2 separate regions of the Zea mays genome follow, and region 2 is linked to region 1. Evidence: chromatin contacts called from public Hi-C data. All regions are on one chromosome and are shown on one strand. Each heading gives the region's core, a stretch centred on a gene start, on an enhancer-like site or on the middle of the called end of the contact. The rest is flanking DNA. Distances are from core to core; before and after follow the strand shown. Region 1 holds the start of LOC103633569. Region 2 holds the start of LOC100276261.

The links. A called contact is a pair of places that touch in the nucleus more often than the background predicts.
Region 2: a contact with region 1 is called in a Hi-C map of ear, with 2.3 times the contacts expected there. The contact joins the promoter of LOC100276261 here to the promoter of LOC103633569 in region 1. A contact is called at or near these places in 3 of 25 Hi-C or Micro-C datasets (bundle sheath, ear and tassel).

The regions. Positions count from the first base shown.
Region 1 is chr7:182,471,326-182,478,598 of Zm-B73-REFERENCE-NAM-5.0, reverse strand. LOC103633569 reads right to left here and starts at 2,783. Exons shown (of 11, transcript XR_004851629.1): 1 at 2,388-2,783; 2 at 2,102-2,133; 3 at 1,867-1,941; 4 at 1,295-1,484; 5 at 381-442. It overlaps LOC103633568, which reads right to left. Exons shown (of 20, transcript NM_001348048.1): 10 at 7,238-7,273; 11 at 6,865-7,001; 12 at 6,428-6,536; 13 at 5,609-5,651; 14 at 5,296-5,467; 15 at 5,129-5,199; 16 at 4,920-5,013; 17 at 4,521-4,760; 18 at 4,240-4,446; 19 at 3,720-4,049; 20 at 3,188-3,522. The coding sequence ends at 3,397.
Region 2 is chr7:182,798,156-182,805,428 of Zm-B73-REFERENCE-NAM-5.0, reverse strand. LOC100276261 reads left to right here and starts at 2,454. Exons shown (of 2, transcript NM_001150092.2): 1 at 2,454-2,594; 2 at 4,657-6,600. The coding sequence starts at 2,508. The coding sequence ends at 6,117.

The sequences.
Region 1 (7,273 bases), core at 1,534-4,033:
CAGGGATGCACTATATTCTACTCAAAAATGTCATGACACAAGCTTAGCTTTTACATTATTGGATTAGTTATGATGATGGGAAAATATTCAAAATTTGTATCATTTAACCTATGATCTTAGGCGTTTAAGCTGAACAGAATTAATATATGACCAGTTTAGTCTTTGTATTTCTTTTGTGTTACATGAAAAGTTTGGTAGTGAAAGGTGTCTTTTTTTCTCATGTAGGAGAGCTGTGTATCTTTATATTAAAGAGAGAGAAAGAAGGGACCCTTACAACACAACAGCAACGAAAGATGCCTTAAAATAAGAAAAATGTGAGATGACATGAAATAGCAGCTCTGAAACAACAAAGTACAACTTTGAAAGCTAAAGATCCATACTCTTGCGACTTTAGTTGAATCTGAAACAGCATCTGATGGTTCAACTTTTGGTGCTGGGGAAACTGTGTATGTTACAAATTATTGAGTCAGATGTACGGAAAAGCAAAATAACTACAATCATCAGACAGCGCCCAAACAAAAAAATGAATAGGACCAGCCACCACTAAATAGCTTTGACCAAGTACCACTAGTGATAAAGACAACTTTATGATAGTTAACATAAACCAAGCGGCTTGTCTGTCTGCACTCAAGCGATAATTGGGTAGAAATAGGTGGTGGTAGGTTCTAAAGTAAATCTTGTGAATGATAGGGAGCCAAGACGAAGGAAATGAAAAAAAATGAGAACTAAAAAATAAAATTTAATTCAACGTCAAAAGGTGAAGGATTGAAGAGCCATGAACATCAGGAAAAAATATTGCAAAGCTAAAACTAGGGATCGTTTGCCGTAAAAGTGACATTGTTTATGACCGTTTCTAACCATTACCGTATTTTTTTTATTTTTTATTTCTACTTTCAATAAACTTTTGGTTTCTATTTCCTTTCAGCAATCAGCGCCATATTGATGTCACCGCCAAATAGTTAAAAATTGAAAATATGGTGAGTCCCTGACTGACAGGGAATCATTTTCGTTTAGAAAACACTGTTACCGATCTTTTCGATCATTCGTCCCTAGCTGATACGATGTCCGCATATAATTTTCACTGTGGTACAATTGAGGCCTGATACAACCCCAACGACCTTACCATAGCTTAAAATATAAACAATGTTTTAGCATTAGGTTGTCTCTAGCAGCATACACATCCTATCCCTCATTTTATCTTCTATTTCAAACTTCACACTGTAAACAGTGCAGTCTATAGTGCAAAACCGTATTTTGTACGACTATATGCGGGTGCTGTACCGCTACAACATACCTTTTGGTTTAGCACCATCACTTGTGGAGTGGCTACCAATTTGCTTATACTGATGAACGACACCTGCACTGCCTTTGGAGATGGTCTTCTCCGGTGTTTGTTGACGAATGACTTTGGAGATGTTCTTATCCGGTGTTTGTTGATGAATGACTCCTGCACTACTACCGGGGACCTTCTTCTCCAGCGCATCCTGAGAGAGATGCGACTGTCACGGACTGCAGAAGCAATTTTCAGCGATATATTCACTTGTACTTGATGCACCCGAAATGAAAAAAAAAGTGAACCAATCCTTGTAACATATACATACGAAACAATTGTCCCTACATCACTAACAGGTGAGGAGGCAACCCACAGAGCATTGCCTCTAATTGCAGAACGCGTAGGCGTTAGACAAGTTTCAAACGTGTGGATCGGTGCTAAATAGGAGATAACTAACAGACAACATTTCGGTGCCACCCCCCCCCCCCCCCCCCCCCCCCAAAAAAAAAAGAAAAAGAAGAAGAAGACTCCAATCCAAACAAAAACAATATTACAAAGAACACAATCGCTTTCGAGAGTAACAGCCAACAGACCTGTCGCGTGTCAGCGCCACTACCACTCGGACGTCTCTTCTCCGCCACGTGATCCAACAAAGGCAGAACGACCTCCTGAATCCAACACGGTGAAGAAAACACGGGGGTGCAAAAAAAAAAGTAGCGGAAATCAGTGAGCCGTCGTCCCCGCTCGCACATGGTGCCGTCCAAATCAATCAGCGTCAAACAACGGCTGAGGGAAAAATAGAGGGTTCGAAACAGGCGACGGGGGTACCTGTCGGTGCCGCTCCTCCGTCGTCACGTATCCTGCATCGCCCACACCAATCAGAAAGTATAAGACAACAGAAGCCAGTCCCGAAAAGGCGAGAAGCGGGCGGCTGGTTAATCAGCACGGGCGCGCGGTAACCGGACAGGCGGGCAACCGCTGGAGAGAACTAGAGCCCCAGATCCAGACGGCGGAGACGCGGTGATCCGAGCGCGGCGGGCCCCGCGCTCCCAACCCAATGCGCAATGAGAGGAAGCGAACGGGGAAGGGTAGGCGTAGCGTAGGGTAGACGTACCGGAGGGGGCGCGGTCGAAGAGGAAGGCCAAGGGCACGAGCAGGGAGCAGAGGACGAGCGCCAGCACCGCCACGCGAGGGCCTCTCCGCCTCTTGAGCGCCGGCAGTAGCAGCGGCTGCGCCTTCATCGCGTCCTCCTACTCCTCGGGTTCCCGGCGGCCGCGGCCCCTCCGCTGATCATCTCACTCGCTCACACACTCACTGCGGGGCGGCTACTACGGGAGTGACTGACGGCGCTTGCCGTTGCCGTTGCCGTTGCCGCGTTGGAGGCGGTTGCTTTGATCGGCGACGGGGCACTGGCGCAGTGCGGTGCCGCCGAGTGAACAGTGAAGTGAGCCGTGAGAGAGACAGCCAATGGGTTCGCTTGGTGGTGCGGTGCGGCCGTGCGGGCGTGCCCGAGCCGAGTACGTGTCCCTTTTTGTTAAGACAACTGGTTCACCTGCTCTCCAATGGCCGAGTACGGTTTCTCGTGTTTCCCACTTGCAAGGCATCACGTGATTTCGCTAGACCGTAATAATCATAAAATATCATCGGAGCAAAGAAAATGTATGGTAAGAGTGGTGGTTGATATCTGTGGCGGAAGTTTTTACCATGGAATGTTTCCTCCGAAATTCTTACGAATTGTTAAGGCATTCTATAGGAATTCTGTGTGGTTCTAAAACCTTTGATAATTTGCTCCAAATGGACACGTAGGAAAATTGCAATAGGAGTCAAACCTGATCTTAAGCTGTTGAACGAGTAGGGTGAACGCATCAAAACCCAACGAAAATACGCGGGGTCAATTAGTCCAAGATACTCATATGCGAGATGACAGAAAGGATCCCAGCTCCAAACACACACGTTCGTACATCTGCTAGTTCTGCCCAATCCCCAAAATGAGCACATGCACACCAGCCAACAACCTTGCTACCATAGTCCAAAGTCAGTAAGTCACCCACCATCGTATAGATATATATATATACACACACAGCTGAGGCATATCCCCTTCCCAGACTACGCGGGCAAGTTTGTCACAGGACCATGTAGTTCCCGTTTTTCTTGTAAATTGTGAATTCAGATTCAAGGCCCTCCAATATCTCCAGGACCGATTCTCTCTTGGATCCCTTGAAGTGCTTGGCAACATCCTCCAGCGATACCTGAAATAATATGCCATTCGTCAGAACAGGAACGGCATGGATTTCGGAAGCAGGTCCTGACGTTTTAAGTCAGAGTGTGGGACACTGAAATGTTCGGCCCCACGCACACGAGTCCACATATCTCTAGACCAAGTCACTCAGCATCAGAGGTTTTCGATCAAGCTTGGGGGGAAAATGAAATGGTTTAGTACGTTTACCCCATTGCAGCTCGCAACCAGATCTAGCACAGAATCTACAGTAGCAGTCGCCGTGCCAGTTAACTCAGCTCCATGCTCGTATGTCCTTTGCAGTTTTGTTGCTGGCTCCTCAGCACAAACAGTTTGACCTCTCTTTGCTGAAGGGTTTGCATCACTGGCCTCTGCCGCTGCTGGGACACCATTTCCGCCTGCTTCACTTGCATGGCAGGAAGATATTGGTGACTCTGCTATTCTACTAGAGACACCGTCAGCGGTACCGTTACCAAAGACTTGCTCTGACAATCCACACCCCTCAATAGTCAGGAATGTCTTGATCATGTCATAAGTTACCTGTAATTTTCCCTAAGTAAATTAGGCATTCATGACTGCTTTGGATGAACATAAAATGAAATGTGGGTTGCTGCTTGATGAGAGTGGCTGTTATGTTTTTCAGAAGCAATACTAAGTTTTTTTTTTGCAGGGAAAAGCGACACTGTTTAATCAGAAATAGAAATGGGGTGGTTAGGCAGAGGGAGAGTACATTCTCTGGGAGCTCCTCTTTGATTGGCTTCATTTTCTCACGTGATCCAACCTTTGAGATTGCAAGACGAATTGCGGTGGCTATATCAGGTGTCAGCCCTACTTCCCTGCAAAACCTACTCCAGTCCATCTCACATCCTTCTCGAGCAGCATCAAGAATGTACGCAATAACTGTTTGCTCTTTTATTGGCACTGCTCTGCGGAAATACTAGAATACACAATCATATCAAGCTGTGAACTTGAGTATCATGTCAGCAGAAAACGAAAACTGTGGTAACTTACAGCAATTTTCAGGAATGAGTACTCCTGCTTATGCCACAATTCCCATGCAGTCAGCTTTGCATCACCCAAGATCCCAGGAAGATTGTTTTGTACAGGTTTTGGTATACCAGCAATATTTTCTGCAGCTGGATTTGTTGGTGGTGGTGGTGGAAATGGTGAATTATCCAACGGGAGGTTTAACTCCTTCGACAATTCCGCAATATTTTGGATGAAAATGTTACTGAAACGTGAAATAAAATGCTGCAAACAAAAGGTCAGATGTATCAATATATAAGTACAATACAGAAAACAACGGCCACACAGTATTGTTTTTTTTAAAAAAAATGGATGAACTGCCGAGATGCATACTACTCGGATTAACAAAAGATAGTTTGATAAGTAACCATTTCAAAGTAGTACCTGGTTGACACCATCGATATTAGCAAGTCTAGCTCCAGTAGAAGGTCTCATCTTTGCAAAGTTTCTTATTGTCTGATCGCCACATACAGCATACCTGTAATAAGCAGGATTAACGAAATTCAGTTCACTAACTTCTCCAAATTCTAGCATAAACTAGCTTAAGAACATATATCCATAAACTTGTTATGGTAGTTTAGATTTTTACTCACGGAGCAGTGCCAATATCTTGAGCAATCTTCATCCTAACATTCAGGAGCCTTTGATAGAGTTTTGATTCATCCTGCAAAATTTTAAATCAGGAAAAAGAATAAAATACTGAAAATTCCCAGGTGGGTGACTGCGTGGGGATCAATAAATAGCATTTTGATGAGCCTACCTCAGAAAATTTTTCAGATTCTAATGTTGGCACAAGATTCAAACCACCTTCTTTATGATGTGAACTACCGTGCTCCTCTAGTTCAATCATCTCTGCAGTCAGCTGAAATACCAGTGGTGCTCCATCTATTTTATCAGCAGTAGAGAGAAACTTGACCCCTTTTGGACTGACACTGAATATATAGACGCGGGTTAGGGGCGGTTGTCCTTAAGCATTTCTGCAAAGTTTACTTCAAGACTAAGCTTAGCAAAGGGCTACAAAAAGGGAATAAATACAATGAGTACAAAATTCATAAGGAACCGCAACACAGCACCTGACAAATCTAAATGTATCACGAACAGTCTCCTTCAAATAATCTGCGTGTAGATAAAAGAAAATAAATAAATTATAGCACAATTTAAGGTGGCAAAAGCATTTTGTTGTCCTAAAACCTAATGCGGATAGCTTGGCATAGCCACATATCAAGGACAAAATAAACAAAAAAAACTTAACAAGGAGAAGAAACATTCCTGTGATTTTGTTCTTAATGAAGTTTGTGCCAGCCTTCAAACTTGGATTAGTGACAACTTCAACGGTCTAACCAGTGTATTTCATTTAAGAATATACCCGGTTTACATTCAAACAAAATTTTAAGGAAGGTGTGAAGTCAATACCTGAGATGTTCATGAATGCGCTTACTGTTTAGGTTGATAGAAAGATGTTAAGCCTTGAAAACAGAGTATACTTTCTAGGCTTTACAGGTTACAAGGCCTGAAAACAATAGGGCGTGTTTGGAAGCAAAGTATTTCAAAACCATGGTTTTGGAATACTACGGTTTTAAGATGTCGATGTGAAGCTTGCACTCAACAGGTGAAGATGTACATGAGAACACACTTCCTTAAGAGTATAATTCAGTGTACTTATTATGGTCATATCTGTTGTGAATATCTTCTACGATGCAAAAAATTAAGTGCATACATAATACACCTTTGCTTGCATTCAAATGAAATCTTTCTGTAATACTTTCTTCTTTTGCCAGGGAAAAGACAGCAATAGAATTGTCTGTGCGGAGGAGAATCGATATTTTAAAAGAGGTGTTGCTTCACACAACTTACAAGAATAATAGAATGAATAGAGAGGTCAACATTAGTACCATGTGCTATAAGAAGACCACCAAGTGCTTTCCACCAGTTTGACGAATAATCTTTACCACGCCCATGCATTTGTAGTTTATCATAATTGTTGTCAACAATCTTCTTGGCCTACAAAATGAGAAATATTTGAAATTCGCCATCTACTTAGAAAAGACAATTTAGTAACCAAGACTAAATTCTACAAAAATTTACTGTCCAATCCATAGTCACAAAACAGGGCCAAAGGCATCAACACTCAACCCACAACCCTAATAAAAAATATTGTGGAGACTTCAATTGCTTACAGTAGACTTCAGTACGCATAACAGTGCATTCCGTCCCATACAGACATTCCATTCCAGTGATAAAATTATCAGCACATACATGACACCGAATGAACTACAGGCAGCTAATGTATGTCACCATTGTAGAAAACTGAAACAAGGATAAGACTTACTCGTGAGCCACGGAGAACATCAATAGGTAAATTGAGGCCCCAGCGTCCTCCACAAGATTTGATGCAGGACAGCAACAAAAAGACTTCTTTTGACAAATCCCTCTCATTTTTCACTGCTGTGCAATTATCACAATTACCTGCAGGATCAAGATATGTGCCAACCATAATCATGTCACTACAAGACAATTCCAGCAGTTGAAATGAGGTTGCACGATACCTCATAAACTAGTAAATTAAGCTATATTATAAGAATAAACAAGCAATACATGGTACTACCTCAGTTCTCGAATATTTGTCGCCCGCTAGTTCATTTTTGAACTAAAACGTGACAAATAAAAAAGAATGGAGGGAGTATAAAATAGAAAGAACGTACCACAGTCAATGTTCCATTCTTCACCAAAATATTGCA
Region 2 (7,273 bases), core at 1,205-3,704, 330 kb before region 1:
CCGTCTGTGAATTATCTCTACCGCGTCTCTGCGTCAGACTTTTGTGCTAAAACCGTCTGTGAATTATCTCTACCGCGTCTCTGCGCCAGACATAGGGCCTGTTTGGTTCAGTTTTTTTCTGACCAGCTTTTCTGAGAATCTGACTGTGTAGAAAATCTGAGTATCATTAGGATTACGTGCGGAGGAAGATAAAGTTGTTCATGGGGCTTAGGATCTATAAAGTGACGGATTACTGCTATTGCGACGACTCAACCGATTATATATTTATATTGATTTTGAATGGTTTTTACCCAAATGAATTTTATAGAAGCTGACTAAAAAGCTGAGTGTTTGGCAGTCTGCAGCAGCTTTTGGTGGCTAGAAGCTGCAAAAAGCCCAAACAAACATGGGCATAGCTCTCCTCGATTCGTTGGGGGGTAATCAGGTAAGCAAATTTTGCTTTAATAATTCAAGTATGTTGATTACGCAGTGAGTTGAAAAATATTTTTTTATCACCCGTAGAGATGGCAATGAGTATATACACGTTGGTAGTATCATTTCATTCTCGTACCCATTAGAAAAAATTATACACGATCACGGGTACAAAATCTTACTAGTACCCGTACTCGTACCCGCGCGATTAATTTTACTCGTTGGATAACATGTACCCACTAAGAAGGTCTCAAATCCTAATACTCCAATCACTCAAAATGTCAAATAAATACACAAAAAATAATTTCAACGTGAAATATAACAAACCATATGATTATATAACTTGATAGTTAAATAAACAATAGCTGAAGAAAAGTTTTATTTTAACTAAGATGAACTTTCTTAGATGATAACAGTGGTATTATACGGGTACATTTTACCCACGGGTATACGGATATAGGTAGTATCCACCCATATATACTCGTACCCGTGTACCCAACGGGTAGAAGTTGTTGTTCATTAACGTACCCGCGTGTATAGAAATCATTCCATAGCCACCTACATATCGGGTAAAACCTATCGGGTATTCGGATACCCGTTGCCTTCACCTGTACTTTCTAGTCGATAGTTCGTCAAATTAAAATGTGTCGTCGCATTGAGAACACACCAAACGAAAAAACGACGGATGGGCCTGCCAGAGACTTGCTGGGTTGGCAGGACACGTTTGGGAACCAAAACGTCCCCTTTTTGTAACTACAAAATGGAAAATTTCTGGGGCTATGAAAAAGTTGGGAAAGGTTTAAGAGCTCTGTTGGAGGCTTGATTTTTCCTATTTGTCTTTAACTCTAAGTTAGGAGACATTTTAAGAGACCTCTTGTATATGCTCTAAGGCTGCTAGATCGTTTTTCATGTATAAAAGATAGCTAAAAGATTGTATGATACAATTATGAGCTTATAGTCATAAATATAGTTAAGAGACAATATACGTAGAGAGTTGTGTAGAGACTGGTTCTCCGTGAAAGATCGTCTCTTATACTATTTTTTTAGCCCCCTCAAGAGACCTACATTAAATAGGGTTGACCCTAGTTAGTGTGGGTTCTCTAGGGGTTTGTTGGAATAAAATACAAATAGACGGATTCTTCGTGAAGAGTGTGTCTCCATACGATTCTTTATATTTATTGTCTCTTAATTGTATTTATGATCTAGAGACTTAGAATTATAGCTCTCTCTTGTATGCTTAGAAAATCGAACCCTAGTTTCAGGGTGGTACATGCCATATATGTCTTTGTTTTTATCTGTTTCTCTTATTAGTAGGTGAGGCTTCCCATGGCATGTCATATATTAGATGATATAACTAATAATTCATTCCAAAAAGACCATCATAGAGTGAGTAAGAGAGAGACGGAGAGAGTAAAGAAATAAATTCCAAAAAGAGAGGGAGAGGATGAGGGCAAGAGTGGCCCATGTGTAGGCCCATAACGAAAAGCACTAATAAAAGCGGAAAGCTCCTTTTGCCGGCCTCCATTACTTTTCTAGCCCAGACCTGTCCACCTCCACAGGGGCATCAATGCACCTCCTGCTCACCGACATGCGGGACACCAGCGCTACCGGCCCCACCTGACATGGACACGCGCTTTCCCGTGGATGCTAATTTCTCCAGCCCGGGATGCTGCGTGCCACCACAGGGTGATTTGGCGCGCGCGGGCCCCACGCCGGGCGAACTCGTGGCCCAGGATTGCCCTCGGGCCGGTCGCGGGGAACCGGCCGAGCCGAGCCGAGCCCCCGTAAAGTAAAGTATGTAAACCACTGGCGCCTCGTTTGTTAAAAACACCCCTTGGTTGTTCCATATCTCTAACAGATCCACAGCTCTCCTAGTTTGTTTGCAGTGTGCGCACCAGCACTGAACGTTGGGATGGCCATGCATCACAGCCGTTGATTTTTGCAGCTAAGCAAGGTACACTACATACATAGGACGAGTATGCAATTAGTGGAATAGTAGATGGGTGTGATTGCACGGACGCGTGCAACAAATTGGGCAAATCTTTTTCCCCTTTCAGGCGTCGCCAACTCCACTTGTCAGATCTTGCCCGTATGGTATGGAGCTCGCCGGAGCAGCCTCCCCTCACCCGCCGCCGGAATCCCACGTGGCGCCGCCCCGCCCACCTCCGCAGCCGCCGGAAGAGGTGAGCTCGCACCCTCTTCTCTTTCTCGTCAAAACCTGTTCTTGCCCCTCCCCTCTGCTTCCTCGACGTCCGGAACCTCGTCTTTTAACCCGCCGCCGCCAATCGACCTGTCCCTCACCGACGTTGCAGCCAGCTCGTACGCCTCTAACTCAGATTCTGGGAGGAGTTCCCGGACACCCCCCCCTCCCCCCCAAAAAAAAAAAAACGGTGCTGCTGTCTTCAGTCCTCCCCATCAGTTGTTCTTCATCATGTCCTTTATTGTTCCTTTTGACTATTTGATTCGAGAAAAAAAGTTGCGACTTTCATGATCCAAGCATATCTTTTCCCCTTTTCCAATACTTGCAACTGCTCTGGCTGGTGGCTGCCGCCCCTGTGCTCGTTAGAAACTTTGCAGATAGTCTTAGTAGTACTGCAAGTGCAAGATATGGTCCGATTGTCCCTCTAGCTGCAGATTGTTGTTTCTTATTCTATGGACTATGGAGGGTAGGTTAGGTTAGCTACACATCATGGCAACCTACTTTTCCGTTAAGCTGGTTGGTTCAATTGCAAAAGGCTGACCTTGGGGCTGCGTTTTGCAACAACTAGTAGCCGTATGACTTACGAGGGTTCAATTTGTCTCTGAACAACCGATGCTTCGGTTTTTGTGAGGATATGCAGAGAGAAGATCAGCTACACGTAGTGGATAGGCGAATTCCCTTTCCCCGCTTGAGTACTCATTAAAGCCATTTCTTGATGTGGCTACCCGTCCGGTTCTGTGGAAGTAGTGTTTCTAAACAGCTTGGGTACGTAGGGCTCTATTCTATCCCTTGTCAAGTTTAGCCTTGTGATGCAGAATTGCAAAATTGCTTTTCTGTTGCAAGTTTTTATTTTGTAGTTTCTTGATTTGGGTGTTGGTAGCCAGTTTTGGATAGGTTGATGGGGATCCTCTATAAGCTTTTTAACCTTGATGCTATGATTCGCGGAGCCAAAAAATTTGAGACCACCTCAGTACATGTGGATTGGGGTGAATACTAGAGTGCCCAAACAAATCCTAAAGGTACTATGAAATCTTGGTTTGGATCCACATGCAGTTATGGTACCTTGGATACAGTTGTTCCTGAGCATGGATTTGATTGAGGTCGAATTTCCCAAAATACTGAAACAAAACGGGCCTACCCGCTATGCGGCTACTAGAGTTAATGGTCCTATGACAAAGGAATAACAACCATAAGATGTAACACTCAAAGTACTAAATGTAAAAAGTACAGTGTAACCAAGTAGAAGGTTATTACATCGTGCATATGGCTATGCAAAACAATGTTTTACACTATAGACTACATTGTTTATAGAGTGAAGTTTAAAATGAGATATGAGGACGAGTAAGCTGCTAGATATATAGGGGGTGTTTGGTTTGTAGGGATTAAACTTTAGTCCCTCCACTTTATTCCATTTTAGTTCTCAAATTGTTAAATAGGGAAACTAAAATAGAGCTTTAACTTCCATATTTAGTAATTTAGGGACTAAAATAGAATGAAATAGAGGGACTAAAAATTAGTCCCTATAAACCAAACACCCCCATAGTCTCAATGATAACATACCGGAGAGATTAGTTCACTGCAATAAGTACAGTAACACCATCATCGCTCATATCTTGATGGAATATGATGTACCACTGAAGTATATCTGCTTTGACCTTGGCAAACTAGTTCTGTGAAAACATGCTGATTAAGGCGTTCCTCTTTTACAAATAAGATGTCAAGGTTTGCTATAGCTGCCAAGATTTTTAGCTTGTGTAAGGAGGGAATGAAAGATAATCACTGACTGTAGTTATTAGTGAAGAGGATATATAATTATGTGTCTTCTAAGCAAACACGGAGTAAATGTCTTAGATATAAGCATATAACTATATAAGCATCATGTACTTGCTTGGCTCCTTGGATTTCTAAAGTTCTGTTATTTGCTAGGATTTCTAAAGTTCTGTTATTTGCCAGTAAATGTAATAGACATATTTTACATCATCTTACAATCATATTTCCTTCTATCTCAATACATCTATTTTACTTAGTCTTCGTGTATTTGTCAGGATTTATGTGAAGATAGAGGGGACATGAGTGTCACCGGCGAAAAGCCATGCACACATCGGGAATCAGATGTTGGTCAGACAAATAGTTGTAGCCTTAACAATTCCAGTGAGTGTGAGAATCATACACCCAGCAACGACGAAATATCGGAACCAGAGTCCAATTTGGAGATGGCCAAGACTGATCAGGGCGGCGATGTGCCGAGCGGAGAGAAGGTCCTGAAGAAGCCAGACAAGATCCTGCCGTGCCCTCGCTGCAACAGCATGGACACGAAGTTCTGCTACTACAACAACTACAACATCAAGCAGCCAAGGCATTTCTGCAAGAGCTGTCAGAGGTACTGGACCGCAGGCGGAAGCATGAGAAACATCCCCGTTGGTGCTGGGAGGCGCAAGAGCAAGAGCTCCAGCGCGAGTTGCCGCAGCGTGTTGATTCCCGTTCCAGGCAGCAGTAGTGTAGCTAATCCTGGCGGAGAGGCTTCCCTGTTTCCGTTGTCCGTAAAAGCAAACCAAGCAGCAGTTAGCTTCGGGCCTGATTCCCCCCTCTGCACCTCCATGGCCTCCGTGCTGAAGATCGGAGGAGGAGGAGAGCAGGTTAAGAGCTGCAGCCCTGCCTCAGCAGCAGCACAGCCCAGGAACGGAGAAACCCAGACCCAGACGTGCGCACCTTCTTCTGCTGCTACAACACCATCAGATGGTCCAGGGAATGGATTGCAGAAAGGAGCAGAGAGCGCACACCAAAACCAAAACCAAAACCAAAACGGAATCATTGGGCACAGCAACGGAGTCACTCCAGTGCATCCTATACCGTTCTTCCCCGGACCGCCTTTCGTGTACCCCTGGAGTCCAGCATGGAACGGCATTCCCGCCATGGCAGCGGCGGTGTGCGCAGCCCCAGCGACAGCCGAAGCAGCGATTTCATCAGAACACGGCACCGCGAGCAGCACCGTCCAGTGGAACGTGCCACCAGCGATCGTGCCCGTGCTGCCACCGGGATTCTGCGGCCCGATCCCAGTCCCGGTAATCCCGCCGCCTTCCGTCTGGCCACTGATCACTCCCTGGCCCAACGCAGCATGGAGCGCGCCGTGGCTCGGGCCTAGCGCTAGCGTGCCGCCGGGGTCATCTCGGAGCAGCGGCAGCAGCACGTGCTCCGACAGCGGCTGCGGCTCCGGCTCCCCCGTCCTGGGAAAGCACTCGAGGGAGTCGAGGCCGCAGGGCGACGAGAAGGCGGAACGACGGTGCCTGTGGATCCCCAAGACGCTCCGGATCGACGACCCTGTCGAGGCCGCCAAGAGCTCGATCTGGACGACGCTCGGGATCGAGCCTGGCGACCGGGGCATGTTCAGGCCGTTCCAGTCGAAGCATGGACGGCAGCAGGAGCTGCAAGCGTCCGGCGCCGCTCGCGCCCTGCAGGCCAACCCGGCGGCTCTGTCGCGCTCGCAGTCTTTTCAGGAGACGACGTGATTACTACACTACAGAGCAGAGCGTTGCTGAAACCTGTGTGGCATTACTATTCAGAGACGATTGTATTTCAACTTCAAGGGGGGAAATGAGAGAGAGAGCGCGAGAGAGAGATTGGCCTGTTTGGTTCACTACCTCAGTTGCCACACTTTGCCTAACTTTTCTGACTAAGGTTAGTTATTCAATTCGAACGACTAACATTAGGCAAAGTGTGGCATATTTAGTCATAAACCAAACATGCCATATATGTTCTGTACAATATGATTGGCAACATAGGTGCTGCTGCTGTACAAGGCAGCGGACACCGTTACTGTAACTGTAACCATTGGAAGAGTGCATCCTCAAACAGTGTGTTGTTTCCATGTAGAGCGTGCCCCCAACATGTTGGGTTGGAGGTGATCAGGTTTCCAGCGCGTGCGTGCTTGGTTGTACAAGAATAACTGTCAATAGCTTCCCTTCGCTTCCCTCGAGTCATTGTGTTACGCTGGTCCTGAATTTTTTGCAACTTACTTTTATTTAAAAAAAAATCACATTTAGACCTCTACACAACTTATTGTTGTTTTTGATCTTTTGCTCAGCCATAGGTCATGCCTTCGAGATAAAACAACTCGACGTCATAGACTATGACGACGAGGTAACTGGTTACAGCTCGACATCATAAACTATGGCGACGAGGTAACTGATGCACTTAGCATCATAGACTATGGCTCCTCGGGCGTCAAGGGCCTCGGACGTCCTCATGTAATGACGAGGTAACTCATGTAACGACGGAGGACTGGCCACCTGTCCTCCGCCGCATCAAGGGCCTCCTCGGGCGTCGTCCGTCCTCCGTCATGGCCACACGACACTGGTGGACGTCGTCGCCGCGCCCCTACGGTACATGCTCCACCTCCCGTGTCCTGTCCAATATAGTTAGTACATTGTTTAGCATATGGTTAGTATTTCTGTGTTGCTAGCGTATGTTTAGCATATTGTTTAGCACATTGTTTAGTATATGGAGGAAAGTTAGAGTATATAGTTAGCATATTGTTTAGCTAACCATATAGTTAGTGATTATATAGTTGGTACATTGCTAGCATATGTTTAACATATTTTTCATACTTCTAAATTATTAATCGTTTGTGTTCCCGTAGGTGTAGGTGGCAGCCAGAGACTCACT